Regions from separate parts of the Sus scrofa genome. Here region 1 is linked to region 2. A link is a contact called in public HiChIP or PLAC-seq data. All regions are on one chromosome and are shown on one strand. The core of a region is the stretch at or near the end of the contact, and the rest is flanking DNA. Distances in the headings are between cores, read along the strand shown.

The links. HiChIP or PLAC-seq counts read pairs in DNA pulled down with a chosen protein or histone mark.
Region 1: an H3K27ac HiChIP or PLAC-seq map of alveolar macrophages shows a contact between it and region 2. The contact joins two enhancer-like sites. A contact is called at or near these places in 1 of 47 Hi-C or Micro-C datasets (embryonic fibroblasts) and 1 of 2 datasets of contacts at active chromatin or transcription factors (alveolar macrophages).

Annotation. Positions count from the first base shown.
Region 1 is chr1:272,938,844-272,945,600 of Sscrofa11.1, forward strand. No RefSeq gene overlaps it. Among named protein-coding and RNA genes, the nearest start is that of ABO, 6.9 kb to the left of the region's middle. Within about 2 kb of position 2,473, at least 6 of the 83 cell types and tissues checked have an H3K27ac peak or open chromatin away from gene starts, as enhancers often do. A contact at or near this core is called in alveolar macrophages, where this site is marked.
Region 2 is chr1:272,792,394-272,799,454 of Sscrofa11.1, forward strand. The region is part of intron 1 of RALGDS (ral guanine nucleotide dissociation stimulator); the gene reads right to left. Among named protein-coding and RNA genes, the nearest start is that of RALGDS, 28 kb to the right of the region's middle. Within about 2 kb of position 1,333, at least 45 of the 83 cell types and tissues checked have an H3K27ac peak or open chromatin away from gene starts, as enhancers often do. A contact at or near this core is called in alveolar macrophages, where this site is marked.

The sequences.
Region 1 (6,757 bases), core at 1,223-3,722, 150 kb after region 2:
ACATCCTTAGGACGTATTTATCACTGGAAATTTGTACATTTTAACCATTTTTATCCAGTTCCCCTCCTTCCACCCCCTGGTAACCACAAAGATGATCTTTCCTCGCTTTCCCTTTTTTTTCTTTGTCTTTTTGTCTTTTGGGGGCCACACCCGGGGCCTATGGAAGTTCCCAGGCTAGGGGTCCAATCAGGGCAGAAGCCACGGGCCTACACCACAGCCACAGCCATGGAGGATCCAAGCCACATCTGCAACCTGCACCACAGCTCGCAGCAATGCCAGATCCTTAACCCACTGAGCAAGGCCAGGGATCGAACCCACAACCTCATAGATGCTAGTTCGGTTCTCTAACCGCCGAGCCATGCTGGGAACTCAGATCTTTTCTTTGGTGCATTTGTTTTTTGTTTTTTATTTTGTTTTGTTTTGTCTTTTTGCCATTTCTTGGGCCGCTCCTGCGGCATATGGAGGTTCCCAGGCTAGGGGTTGAATCGGAGCTGTAGCTGCTGGTCTACGCCAGAGCCACAGCAATGCAGGATCCGAGCCGCGTCTGCAACCTACACCACAGCTCACAGCAACGCCGGATCCTTAACCCACTGAGCAAGGGCAGGGATCGAACCTGCAACCTCATGGTTCCTAGTCGGATTCGTTAACCACTGCGCCACGATGGGAACTCCAATGCATTTGTTTTTGAAGTGTAACCTACCTACAGGACGATACCAGTTTTAGGCAACAGAGTGACTTGGTATTCCTACACATTTCCAAATGACCATCATGATGTCTGGTTACAATAAAGATATTACATAGCTATCAACTGCTTCACCCACACTCTGTGTGTGTGTGTGTGTGTGTGTGTGTGTGTGTGTGTGCGTGCGCATGTGTGTAATTAAGTCGCTGATCTCCTAAGTCAAACACATTTTAACAACCATGCATTTTTACTACCCCCTTTCCCAGCATTTTTGGGTTTTCATATCACATTTTATATATTTTTTTGTCTTGTGTTTCCCCTTAACTACATATTGCCAATATAGATGATTTTACTACTTTTTCTTTTAACCTCCCTACAAGTTTTGCACATGGTTGATTTATTACCTTTACAGTATGGCTGCCTTTGCTGATGAGCTTTTTCCTTTTGTAATTGTCTTGTTTCTAGTCGCAGCCTTTTCTTTTTTGCATAGAGACTTTTCCATATTTCTTGTAAAGCTGGTTTAGGGATGGTGAATTCTTTTAGCTTGTGCTTGTTTGTGAAGTTTTTGATCTCTCCATGAAATCTGAATGAAAGGCCTTGCTGGGCAGAGTATTCTTGGCTGTAGGTTTTTCCCTTTCATCACGTTAACTCTATCATGCCACTCCCTTGTGGCCTGCAGTTCCTGCTGGAAATTCTGCTGGTGGCCTTATGGGAGTCGCCCTGTATGTAACTTGTTGCTTTTAATATTCTCTCCTTATCTTTAATTTTTGCCATGTTAATTACAGTGGGGCTTGGGGTGAGCCTCTTTGGCTTGATCCCATTTGGGACTCTGCTTTCTGGATCTAGATGTCTGTTTCCTTCCACAGGTTAGGGAATTTTTCAGCTACCATGACCTCAAATACGTTCTCAGCCCCTTTCTCTCTCCCTTCTCCTTTTGGACCCCCTATGGTCATGTCGTTTTCTATGTCCCTTCATGTGTTTTTAGGAGTGTTTATTCTTTCATATGCAGCTTCTAATTTTAATTTCTTTGATGATTTCTTTTTCTTCCCCTCTTTCTATGAGTTTGTCTAACTTACATTTTCCTTTTTTTTTTCTTTTTTTTGGCCACACCAGGGACTGAACCCGAGCTGCACTTTCAGCAATGTTGTATCCTTAGCTCACTTCCCCACAAGGGAACTTCCCTGATTTATGTTTTTCAATCCTTCTGTTAACTCACTAGTTCCTCCATAAGCTCATGTTTTTCTGCTTTGGGTTTTGTTTTATGGAGGGGACTGCTTCATTAAAAAAAATTTTTATCACAGTTGATTTACAATGTTGTGCCAATTTCTGCTGTACAGCAAAGTCTCTCAGTTATATATACATGCACATTCTTTTCTATATTCTTTTCCATCATGGTCTATCCCAGGATCATTTTTTTTTAATTCATGGAGAAATATGTGAAAAAAAGTTCCATCTGTTCCATGGCATAAAATTTGGGGCACAGCTTCTTCACTTGCCATGAGTTTCACCTGTTCTTTTCTCCTTTTGATCTTGTAATATTTTTCCATAGATCCTATGCCAATTCCCATTTTGAAACTTATCCATAAATAAGGTATTTTCTGGCATGGGCATTTGCACAAGTGTCACTGTGGGAGGGAACAAGATCATAATTAAGGGCCACAAGGATGTTCCTTATGTGTCAGTTCCTTATGTGTCAGTTCCTTATGTGTCAGATCCTTTAGCCTTTAAATCCCTGACTCAGAGAGAACAGGAAGCTGTAGGAATGCTGCCAGCACAATATCTCTCTCACCCCAGCCCCCAACAGGAAGACAGTTCTGCAAATACATTGTATTTCTATGAGTCTTCACCCAGCACCACACCCTCTGCTTCTCAGAAGCAAACTTCCATGATGGCTCTGGTTGCCGTGTCATCCACCCCACCCTCCCAGCTAGAACAGGATTTTGTGTTTGCACCTTGGGGAAAGGGGCTCACCAATGCTTCCAGAGACCTGTAATCAAGGACATCTCCTCCTCACTTCATTCTGCTCCCCTGATCCCTCTCTGCTATCTTCCACATCCAGTCCAACCTACTGCATGGTCCACGATACTACATCCCTCCTTAGTCACCTCTAAGAGTTTGTTTCCTGGTTTTTGTTTTCCGTAGTTGGCTTTTGGTGCTTTCCGAAAGGAGAATAGAGGAACTGCCAGCTTTAGACTGACATCTTCAAGTTGGATGAACCAGTGCCATTTTAATAAATCCCCTTTCTATTAAAATCAACAGAGTTGATTGCGCATAAGAGCTCTGCTTGATACAGAAATCTGTGCCAAGAGTGGTGGCAGGCAACTTTTGCTCAGGAGGCGTTAGGGCTCTTGTGAACATCCTGACCCTCTCCTTGCAGGCACTTTCCAGGGTAGAACTGCATTTCTGCTGGAAGTTTGGGGCAACCGTGGGACTGGTTCTGGGGAGGAAATGTGACCAGAAGCCACACATGACACTTCCAGAGAAAAGCATTCCGTTTTAATGAGCAGTCTGTATTTTCAATCAATAAACTTTAAAAATTTTATTTATTTATTTTTGCTTTTTAGGGCCGCACCTGCAGCATATGGAGGTTCTCAGGCTAGGGGTCGAATCAGAGTTATAGCCATTGTCCTATGCCTAAGCCGCAGCAACACAGGATCCGAACCACATCTGTGACTTACAACACAGCTCATGGCCACGCCGGAGCTTAACCCATGGAGTGAAGCCAGAGATCAAATCCACATCCTCATGGATGTCAGGTTTGTTAACCTCTGAACCACAGAGAGAATTCCCATGAACTTAATTTTTTAGAGCAGTTTCTAGGTTCACAGCAAAGTACAAAGAGTTCCCACAAAACCTCACGTCTGCATACACACAGCCACCCCCACAACTGACATCCTGCAGCACAGGCTACAGTCAGTGACCCCACATTGATACGTCACCATCACCCAACATCCATAGTTTACATTGAGGTTCGCTCTTGCTGCCGTTCAATCTGTGGGTTTTAACAAATGCATGCCGTGTATCCAGCATTGCATCATCAGGCAGACTTGTTTTACTGCTCTTAATGTCCTCTGTGCTCTGCGTGTCTATCCCCCATCTCCCCTCAATCCCTGGCAACTACTGATCTTTTCTGACTGGCTCTATGGTTTTGACTTTTCTAGACTATCATAGATAGCTGGAATCATTCTGCTTATAGCCTTTTCAGGTTGGCTTCTTTCACTCAGTATTATGTACTCGTGGTTCCTCCATGTCTTTCTATAACTTGATAGCTCAGTTTTTTCTAGGGCAGAATACTATACCGTTGCCTGGATGTACCAGTTTGTTTAGCTGTTCACTTCTAGAAGGACATCTTGGTTGCTACTAAGTCTCTGCAAAATTAAAAATAAGGCTGTTATAACGTCCATGTGCGGGATTTTATGTGGACCTATGTGTAGCCTACACCACAGCCGCAGCAACTTGGATTCCAAGCCACATCCATGACTTATGCTGCAGCTTGTGGCAATGCCAGATACTTTTTTTTTTTTTTAATTTTGTCTTTTGTCTTTTTAGGGCTGTACCCGTGGCATACGGAAGTTCCCAGCTAGGGGTCAATCAGACCTGCAGCTGCTGGCCTACACCACAGCCGCAGCAACAGGGGATCCTAGCCACCTCTGCAAACTACACCACAGCTCACGGCAATGCCAGATCCTTAACCCACTGAGCGAGGCCAGGGATTGACCCTGCATCCTCAGGGATACTGTGTCGGGTTCTTAACCTGCTGAGCCACAGTGGGAACTCCAAGAGGAAACTCTCTTCTATAGCAGAAGGCAAAGTTGGAAAGGGCTATTAGCAACAAAAAGTTCATTGGAGGAAGCTGAGTTTGAGGTATAGTGGCTTTTCATTGGCTGAGTTGTGGCAGTCAGCCATCGAGCTGAGGCCGGGCAAGGTGAAAGTCTTCCACCCCCTGCTGGTGGAGACGCAGAGCTCATCTTTCTGCAGGCATCCGTCTGCACATAGGGTAGTGCGTGCACAAGAGCTCCCCCTTCTGGCCTCCCAGCTCCATCTGTGTGAGACTTCCCTTTAGCGGCTGACCTCCTTTTACTGTCCTTTGCTTCATTCAACTTTGGGGATGCCTTTTTTAAAATTTATTTTTTTTAATTTTTTTATTTATTTAAAATTTTTTTAATTTATTTAAAAAATTTTTTAATTGAGAATTTGTGGCAATCCTGCATCAAACGAGTCTATTGGTACCATTTTTCCAACAGAATTTGCTTGTATGTCTGTGTCACATTTTTGCTAATTCTCACAATATTTCAATTTTTTTGCTATTGTTATATTTGTTATGGTGATCTGTGGTCAGTTTCGATGTTACAACTCACTGAAAGCTCAGGTGGTAGTTTATCATTTTGGGGCAGTAAAGTATTCTTCAATTAAGGTATGTACTTTTTGGGGGCATAATGATATTGCACACTTAATAATTGACTACAGTATAGTGTAAATGTAACTTTTGCGGGGGGCATGCCTATGGCATGCACAGGTTCCCAGACCATGGATCAAACACGCCATAGCAGTGACCCACGCTACAGCAGTGACAATGCCATATTAATTTCATCAGCCACCCGTGAACTCCTACATATAACTTTTATATGCACTAAAAAAAAATTTGTGTGACTTGCTTTATTGCAATATTCGCTTTACTGTGGGCTTCTGGAAGCAAACCCGCAATATCCCTGAAGTATGTCTGTTAATTTTCAGTGTAAATGGTAACATATTTTTAATTTCAAAGTCCACTTGTTCATTGCTGGTGTGCTGGAAAGCAACAGATTTTGCACGTTTACCTTGTACCCTGCAACCTTGATAAAATCATTAATTTCAGCTTTTTGTCAGTTCTTTTGCTTACGTGAATGATAGTGTCATTTCCAGACTGTTTGATTTCTTCCTTCCCAAACTGCATGTTTTTCTCTTGTCTCATTGCATGTACTAGGGCTTTTAGTATGATACTGAAAAGCAGGGAAGAGGGAACATTCTTGGGGTTTCCATTGTGGATAAGTGGGTTAAGAAGCTGACGTATCTGTGAGGATGCGGGTTCAATCCCTGGCCTCGCTCGGTGGGTTAAGGATCCCACATTGCCGCAAGCTGCAGCGTAGGTCCCAGATGCGGCTCAGATCTGGTGTTGCTGTGGCTGTGGCATAGGCCTCAGCTGCACCTCCGTTTCAACCCCTAGCCTGGGACCCTCTGTATGCCTTGGGTGTGGCCATAAAAAGAAGGGAGAAAAGAGAGAGAGAGAGAGAGAGAAGGAATAGTCTTGCCTTGGTTTTTCAGTATTAATTACAGCGGCATTGTACACTTCTGGTAAATATTCTCTGTCCAGTTAAGGAAATTGCCCTCTTCTAGTTGCTAATCATACATCTATTGATCAGTCCTAGTTTTATTTATTTTTTCCTGCATTTTTTAGGGCCCTCTGGGCGAGGCTGAGAGGACTCCTGGGCCAGGGATCGAACCTGCATCCTCATGGATCCTAGTCAGGTTCATTGCCACTGAGCCACAACGGGAACTCCCAAATATCCCCACTTCAGTTCTGAGGACTGATCATGAGAGATCTGGCAAGGCCGTGAATTCACCTCCCGCTATGATTTGCTGATGGGCTGGCAAAAACTTTTCTTTGCAGTTAACTCAGGCTTGTAGCCACAGACCATCCGAGAGAATTTCTACAGAGTGATAGAAAGTCCCTGATTCTCAGTCCATGTCTTGAGCTAAAAACTCAGGACTCTGAGCCTGTCAGTGTCTTTCCCTCAACACCGCCCCCCCCCCACACACACTGTTGTAGGAGCCACGGCCCCGCCAGCCTTGAGTTTCTCACGCCTTCCCCTTGTTTTCAGGTCGTGTTCAGCGTGTCTCTCAAAGTCTTGCCTTCGAAGACATGTGTCTCATTGTAAGTCAACTATACTGCAACAAAAATTGTTTTAAAAGATGAGAAAATTGAAAATAAAATGAGAGGGAAAAAAAGACATTTGTCTCAGGGGACCCATCTCCAAGAGAAGTGGTTCAGCAGCTGTGTGACAGGTGAATCCAGGGTCCTATCCTTTCAAGCTATTA
Region 2 (7,061 bases), core at 83-2,582:
ACCTGAGGCCTCCCTCCCACCCTGGGCATCGTACCAACGGGAAAGCCGGTGCAATCACGCCAGGCTCCTGACCCTTCACCTCCTCCGCAGAGAAAGCCGGGCATTTCTGGGAAGCTAGCACGGAACCCGTGGGCAGAGCACCCCCGCAATGGGCCCCCCCCCCCCAGCGCACAACAGCCCACGCTGGGGGAGGTCCAACCCTCCCTTCGAGGAGGGGAAATTCCTCCTCCTGATGCAGGAAAACTCTAACAGATGCTCACTTTCTTCCCCGGCCTCACTCATCCCTCCCCTGCCTGGGAGAGGCGGCGGGGATGTCGGGAGCCTGCCGTCCACCTGCCAGACCAGGGCCCTGTCCCCCCACCCCCTGCATCTTCTCAGGGGTCCAGACCGCCTCCTGTGAAGGCTGCGGGCCCTCCTGGAAGGCCTGTCCTCTCCCGGGGATGCCGGGTACATCTGTCCAGCTGGAAGCCAGTGTCCTAAGCACCCAAGTCGCTGGCAGCGGTTTGGAGCGTTTGGCAGCAGGGGGCACTGGACATGAACCCCGTGGGAGCCCGCCCAGCACCTGGCTCCCAGCGGGGCTCCATCAAAGCCTGCTGGACAGAAGTGCCCCCCCGGCCCCCGGCCAGGCCAATGCACGGGGGCCTCGCCATCCCTAAGCGGGTTGAAATAGCGGCTCTGCAGTGAGCCATGGGCCTCGCTGGCAGCCAAGCAGCTGGCTGGCCCTGCCTGGGTGTCATGTGATCCCCGAGCCCTTCCCCCACCCCAAGGGGCCCCTTCTGCCAGCCGGGTGGGGGGCAGGGCAGGACGCTGAGAGCCACACATGCTGGGCCAGGGGAGTCAACGCCCTGTCACACAGATGGGGGCTCCTCCAGCCCCAAGGAGCTAACCCCGTCCTCCCCGGTCCCGTCACGGTCCCTTCACGGCGGCGGCAGCAGGAGGAACAAAACCAGACCGTCAGAGCAGCGCTGAGAGCAGGCGCCATTTAAACCAACTACAAGAGCCAAGAGCGGAGCGGGCTCCGAGAGAGCTGCCAGGTCCTGGGCACCAAGTGGCAGCGTGGGGCACTGCTCCCTGCTCCCACCGCTCTTCCAGGGACGGAGAAAGAAAGCGCCAGCAGCCCTGGTGTCTGCCCCATGGACACTCTGGGGCAGGAGGGACAGGGCCCCGGCCCCCACGGGTGACCCGTTCTGTTAGCAGAGCCGACTGCACAGACCCAGGGCAGGCAGTGCCAAGCCCCTGGGGACATTCTGGCAGGAGCTGGGGCGCTGGGGTGGGGGGAGGGAGTGGCCGAGCAGACAGCAGATCCCTGGGGGAGGTGTCCACAGGGCAGCGCTGAGCTGTCAGGGGAAAAGAATGCCACGTGGGCGGCTGTGTCCTCAGGGGACAGGTCCTCCTGTCCGGCCCCAAGCAGGTACCCACAGTCATCCCCAGAGCCCTGGGACACAGCTGGGCCTGGTGGAGTGGGTGGGGAGGGGCCTCTGGGTGAGCAGAGGCTGGCAGAATGGGCCGCAGGGCGCCCCACACCCTCAGAGCACAGCCCAGAGCCCCAGAGACAAGAGACCGCCTGGGTGGCATCTGTCCGTGTGTCACCTGATCAGCCAGCAGGATGCGGTGTCCCCAGCTGACTGCAGGCCAAGCCCTGGTTCCCCTCAAGGCAGAGTAATGAGGCCCCAGGGGCCAATCGCACCCCTTCCTTCAGGAGAGACCCGAGGGGACCTGCCAGGCTTCTCGCCAGCCCCGCCAGCTCCCCGGAAGGTGGCTTGCACCCGCACAGATGGAAGCGGACCTTCTCCTGTCCCGATGGCCCCCCGTGGCTCTGGCTCAGCTCTATTCTTCCTGCGGAAGCTACAACTCGGGGCCATATGGGGCCTTCAGACCCACAGATGCCTCCGGCCGCAGACCGGCCCCTCCTCAGGAGACCTGGCCGAGGGCTGAGGCAGATGGAGGAGGAGGCCCTGAGCCCGCACCCCACTCCTCCCGGCTCCTGCCTGGGATGACGCGAGAACCGGGTCTCGGGTGGGGTGGGGGTGGGGGAGCCGGGTGGCCTCCACGAGCAGGAGATCACCACTCGGGGACCTCGTGGCACCCCGCTGAGCTGCCGCCCAGGTCCACTGAGCCACAGAGTTCAACCTGAGGCCCTCGGCCGGCCTCCCCCCAGCACCCCCTGGCCCTGGGTACACGAGGCCCTTCTCCAGGGTCCCCTTGGCCGAGCCGCAGCCCTCGGCCCCCTGAGCCTGAATGGGAGATGGGGGAAGGGCAGCAGCTTTCCAACAGGGTCCCGAGAGGGGACACGTGCCCCGGGACCAGCTCGGCGCTGGGCATACAAAGTGCCCAGGAACTGGACCAGAGGACGCTGTTGCTGGGGAGCTGACGGTGGACGCCGGGGCCGGGAAACCTCCCCGGAGGACCGCCAGATGCTCTGGGAACCTGGAGGAGGCCCCTGTGACACGGAGAGCAGGTCATCCTGAAACGCTGCAGGGAGGAGGGAACCAGGCCTGCAGCCTCCTGACCTTTTTGCCTTGGTTCGAATGCGGGAGCCCAAACTCCAGAGGGATCGGGGCTCAGCGTCAGCCTCTCAGAATCCCAGGCTCCCCAGACAGTTTGAATACAAAGTCTCGCACCCATTTTACAGATGTGGAGACCAAGGCCCAGGGGAGATGGTCAAGGGGAGAGTGTCCAGGCAGAGGAGAGAACTCGAGGCTTCTCAAGGCTACGTCCTAGGTCCTCTCTTAGACCATCTGCCCAACAAGGCAGGCAGAGTGAACACGCCAACAGTGTGTGACCGTCCCAGGATGCGGCAGGGTCTCACCTTTGGGCCTGGCCCCACCCTCAGGCAGGTGTCCTGCACCCGGAGCCCAAGAGCCCCAACGAGACCCCGGTGACGACTCAGGATCACTCAAGGATGGGGGTGGGCCACTCTTTTGGTCCCCAGGCTTCACAGCCCAGAGGTGGCCTTGGCAGGGAACCACACAAGGGGCCTGATTAGCAAGGCCACCAGGGAGCTCAGTGACCCCAGAAGCTGGGGTTTGGGGAGAGCTTCAAACTGAGCCCCCACAGAAGCTGCCCCATCTCCCCTAAGAACCTCCCTGGCCAACACAAGCCCAGCTACTCATCGGCCTTTGGAGGAGAATCGCGCCTCACATGGGGGGGAGACCAGATGTCAGGCTGGCCTGGCCCACCTCGTCCTCTGCCCATCCTGATTGTCAGGCCTCCTATCACGGGACAGCCAGAGCACCCATAGGCCCAAGGTCTGCTGCAAGAACCCAGGCCTGGGAAGCACCGTGCCGACAGCACCGGCCAGTGTCCTGGAGCGCCGGGAGCGGGCCCTCCCCTGGCACCGTCAGAAGACGCAATTGCGGTAGCCACCACCTGTCCAGCTCTGACGCTGTGCCAGGCACTGTGGGGACTGCTTGTTGGGCTGGTTGTCTCGTTCAGTACTCGCCAGACCCCTACGCAGAGGAACTGGCATCAAGTGTCCATTTTACAGATAAGGAAACTGAGGCTCAGGGAACGAGAGCAGGTCGAGGACCAAAAGAGGCTGAGCTGGCACTCTTGTGGGAGAGGGTGGGACTCTCCCCTCCAGTGCCTAAGCTCGGGGCCACAGGCATGGCTCTGCCCCTGGGGTCAAAAGGACATTAAGCCTCTGGGCAAGACTACAGCACTGACTGTGCAGGCAGCCGAGTGTTCCCTGGGGCAGAGAGAGAACCCAAGGCCCAGGAAATACCTGCTCGCAAGACCTCCCCAAATGCAGGCCTTCAAGGTGGCACCCCTGGCCTGCTCACTCAGCACCCTCCTGGCCATCATCTGCTCACCACCCCACCCCTCACGGGCTGGCCCAGGAACGGAGACTCGCGGCTGCTCCAAGATCCACTTCTTTTGCACTGGGTGGCAGGGTTCAACGCCCACCTCTCGGAACCGGGTTGGGGAACACGGCGTTTCTGGGCCTGTAAGGCTGGACACCTGAGCCTGAGACACGGTGGACACACGGGGTGCCATGCCTCAGGGGCCGCCTGCTGGGCGGCCAGTCTCCACTGCTGGGTGCAGCCTCCTGAAACCACCCCCGCCGGCTCACTCGGAGGCTGCTGATGGCCGGTGCTGGGTCCACTTCAGACCCTTGCCTCCAGCGGAGAAGGGGCCTGGAAAGAGCCAAGCTTCCCGGCTGGGCATGGGGCCCCAAAACCGCCCACCACCTCCTGAGCTGACCCCCAGCAGCTCGGGCTCCATCCCTGAGCCTCCAGGGAAACAGCCCAGAGGGGGCCAACCTGGAGGTCCCCCCGCAGGCAAGGAACAAGGACAACGTGGCACCCTCTCTCCTGGGGCCCCAGAGCAGTAAAGCAAAAGGGAAACCTGAAGGTCCACAGGGTGCCAGCAGGTGGCAGCCAGTCAGTTCCCTCTTGAACTTGACAGGCTCTGCAGCCACGGAGGCTGCCCCCTTGGAGCCTGCCAGGAAGCCCTCCTTGAAAAACAGCAGTCCACAGACCTAGACACACACACACACACACCCCTCTTAGGCCAAGCCTCTTGGCCTAAGGCTAATGAGCCCTGGGGGTTAAACTGGAGACCTACACATCATGTGATCAAGAGACCAGACCACGGGGAAGGAGGCCAGGAGGCTGGAGGGAACGTATCTGCCTGTGAATCTCCACATAATCAGAAAAGCCCTCCTACCCACTGTGCGCGCACGCACAGACACACAGACACACACACACACACACACACACACAGCGTGCAGGGCTTGCAGGCACACTGCCGGGTCGGAATCCCGCCTCTGCCCGCTCGATGAGACTGTGTGACTTAAGGAAGCTCCAGTGCCTTGGTCGTGTCCTCTGTTAAATGGACAATGGCTGATCTGACCAAAAACACAGAACGCTTGCAAGCTACTTAGCGGAAGGCCTCCCACAAAGTGCTGGCTCGCACTGGCTAGGATTTCAAACCTTAGGGTCCAGCCGGGGGCTTGTTTCTTCCTTGAAGCTATCCCCAGTGTCTCCTGGCCCAAAGCACTTCCACCTGGCCCTGGCTATAAGCGCCCCTACCCTCCATCCATCGCCATGGGGGCTTCTGGGCTGCCGGGGGCCTGGTTCCGTCCCCCGCACAGAGGCTCCATCGTCCTCACTGTCGGCTGGGCCCCCTGCTTCTTTGCTGCCCGGGGGCTCTTGCACACAGTAGACGCCAGCAGAGAACACAGCCCAGGTTCAAATCCTGGCTGCATCCTCCTGGTTGCGTGTACATGCAGATGAGGGACTTCACTCCTCTGCGCTCCGGTCTCCTATAAAGTGAGGCTGGCACCCACTCGGGAGGGTGGGTCGAGGCCAGCTGGAGCGAGCGAGCGGGTGGTGTCTGCAGCCAGGAGGTGCTCCAGACTCTGGGACTCCTGCCTGGCTCGGGGCAGGGGCCTGGTGACCTCTAGAAAGCACAGAACTGTGCGGGCTGAGCTGAGTCAGCAGGGGCTTGGCTTAGAAATATGATGACAAGCAGATGCCCAGATGTGCAAGGACATCTGGCGGCCCAGAGAGGGAAGGACCGGGTGGGGGCCTGGGAGGGAAACAGGAACGGGTGAAGGAAACAGAAACTGCCTGGTGGTTTCCAGACACGACAGGGACCACAGCAGCCGCTTCAGCTCTGGCAGGCTACAGCGACCAGGAAATCGGCCCCAGAATGGGGGGGTGCTGTTGGCAGGAGGGACAGGGACTTCCCCGCCCCCTCCCCCAGGCAATGGTAAATGGTCATTGTGTTCGGTTTCCGGCAGTGGCCTTCTCTCCTGCCAGGACCCTGGTTTTCCTGTCGCAGCCAGAAGCTTCCCCTTTGATTTCTAATCAGCAGCCACGGCCTGGATCTCAGCGCTGGGGCCAGGGAGGGAGAGCAGGAGGGAGAAGGGGAGACAGAGGGAGAGGCAGAGCTGGGGAGAGAAGGCGGAGCCCCGGGCAGGGGTCGGGCTCAGATCTGCTTCTCCCTCGGGTTCCTTGGGGATGCAGAGGTACGGGGGGCGGGGGGGAGCGGGCAGAGGGAAGACAGAGAGAAGCAGCCCAGCGGCCCGCCCCTGTGAGCACGCAGGCTGGACCCTCCAGCACACAAAGCCCGTGGAGCTGCCAGACGTAATGAGAGTCAGATGAGCGCTGGGCTGGTGTCAGGCCCCCCATCCTCCCAGGGGTCTGTTCCAGCTGCCAAGGAAGACCAGAGCTCTGGGTGGATGAGGGTCCGGGAATATGCCGGCCAGGCCGCCCACGAAGCTCAGGAGTAGAGGGTCTCCCCAGGTCCTAGGCTGGGCCGCCCAGAGCTCCCTCCACCGCTTGGCTTCCCCCACACTGGGCAGGGAGATGCACTTTGTTCTTGGGCAAATCTGCATCCGGGCCCTGACGAGGTACTGGGGACAGACACACAGAGGCACAAGAGCCAGGCCCTAAAAAGATGGAGGTGGGGGATGCCAAGGGGGCCCGAACCAGCACAGGGGCTGAGGAACTGCACAGAGCCCTCTGACTCAGGAACGGCCTCTGTCCCAGCGCCGACCCTGGATTCTGCTACCTCGGCCGCAGAGAGTCAGAGTCAGGTGCACAGTCAGGTGGGGGGGGGGGAGGGCAGCCCCCTCCCCCTCCTCCCTCCGGCTGTGCCCCAGGACCCAGGGCCCACTGGGTCCCCTGCTGCCCAGAGCACCCTAGAAACAGGAATCCAGCCCTCACCCATGACCCCTACCCCCCTTCATGATAAGCACATTTCCCCTTCTGAATCCTCCCAAATCCTTACAAATTCATTTTCTAATCAAGCAGAAGTGAGTCACTCCTTGGCCTGAGAGGCCCTTGTCCCAGCCTCCCTGCCTGGGCACCTGGCTCCCAGGTTGGAGGCCTGTCTCCCCTCCTCCGGGCAGCCCTGACCATCGCGTCCACTTCTGGCCCCAGGGAGGGGCTGTCTGGAAGGCCTTTGTGGATTCTAGGCATTTGTCACCCTAATCACTAACGAGTTCACCACTTGCATTTCGAAGCCACACACCCTAAGGCCCGGGGCTGCTGCAGAGATGAAACACGGCCCAGCCTCGCGGTTGGGAAATTCAGACCCAGACAGTGACTGCC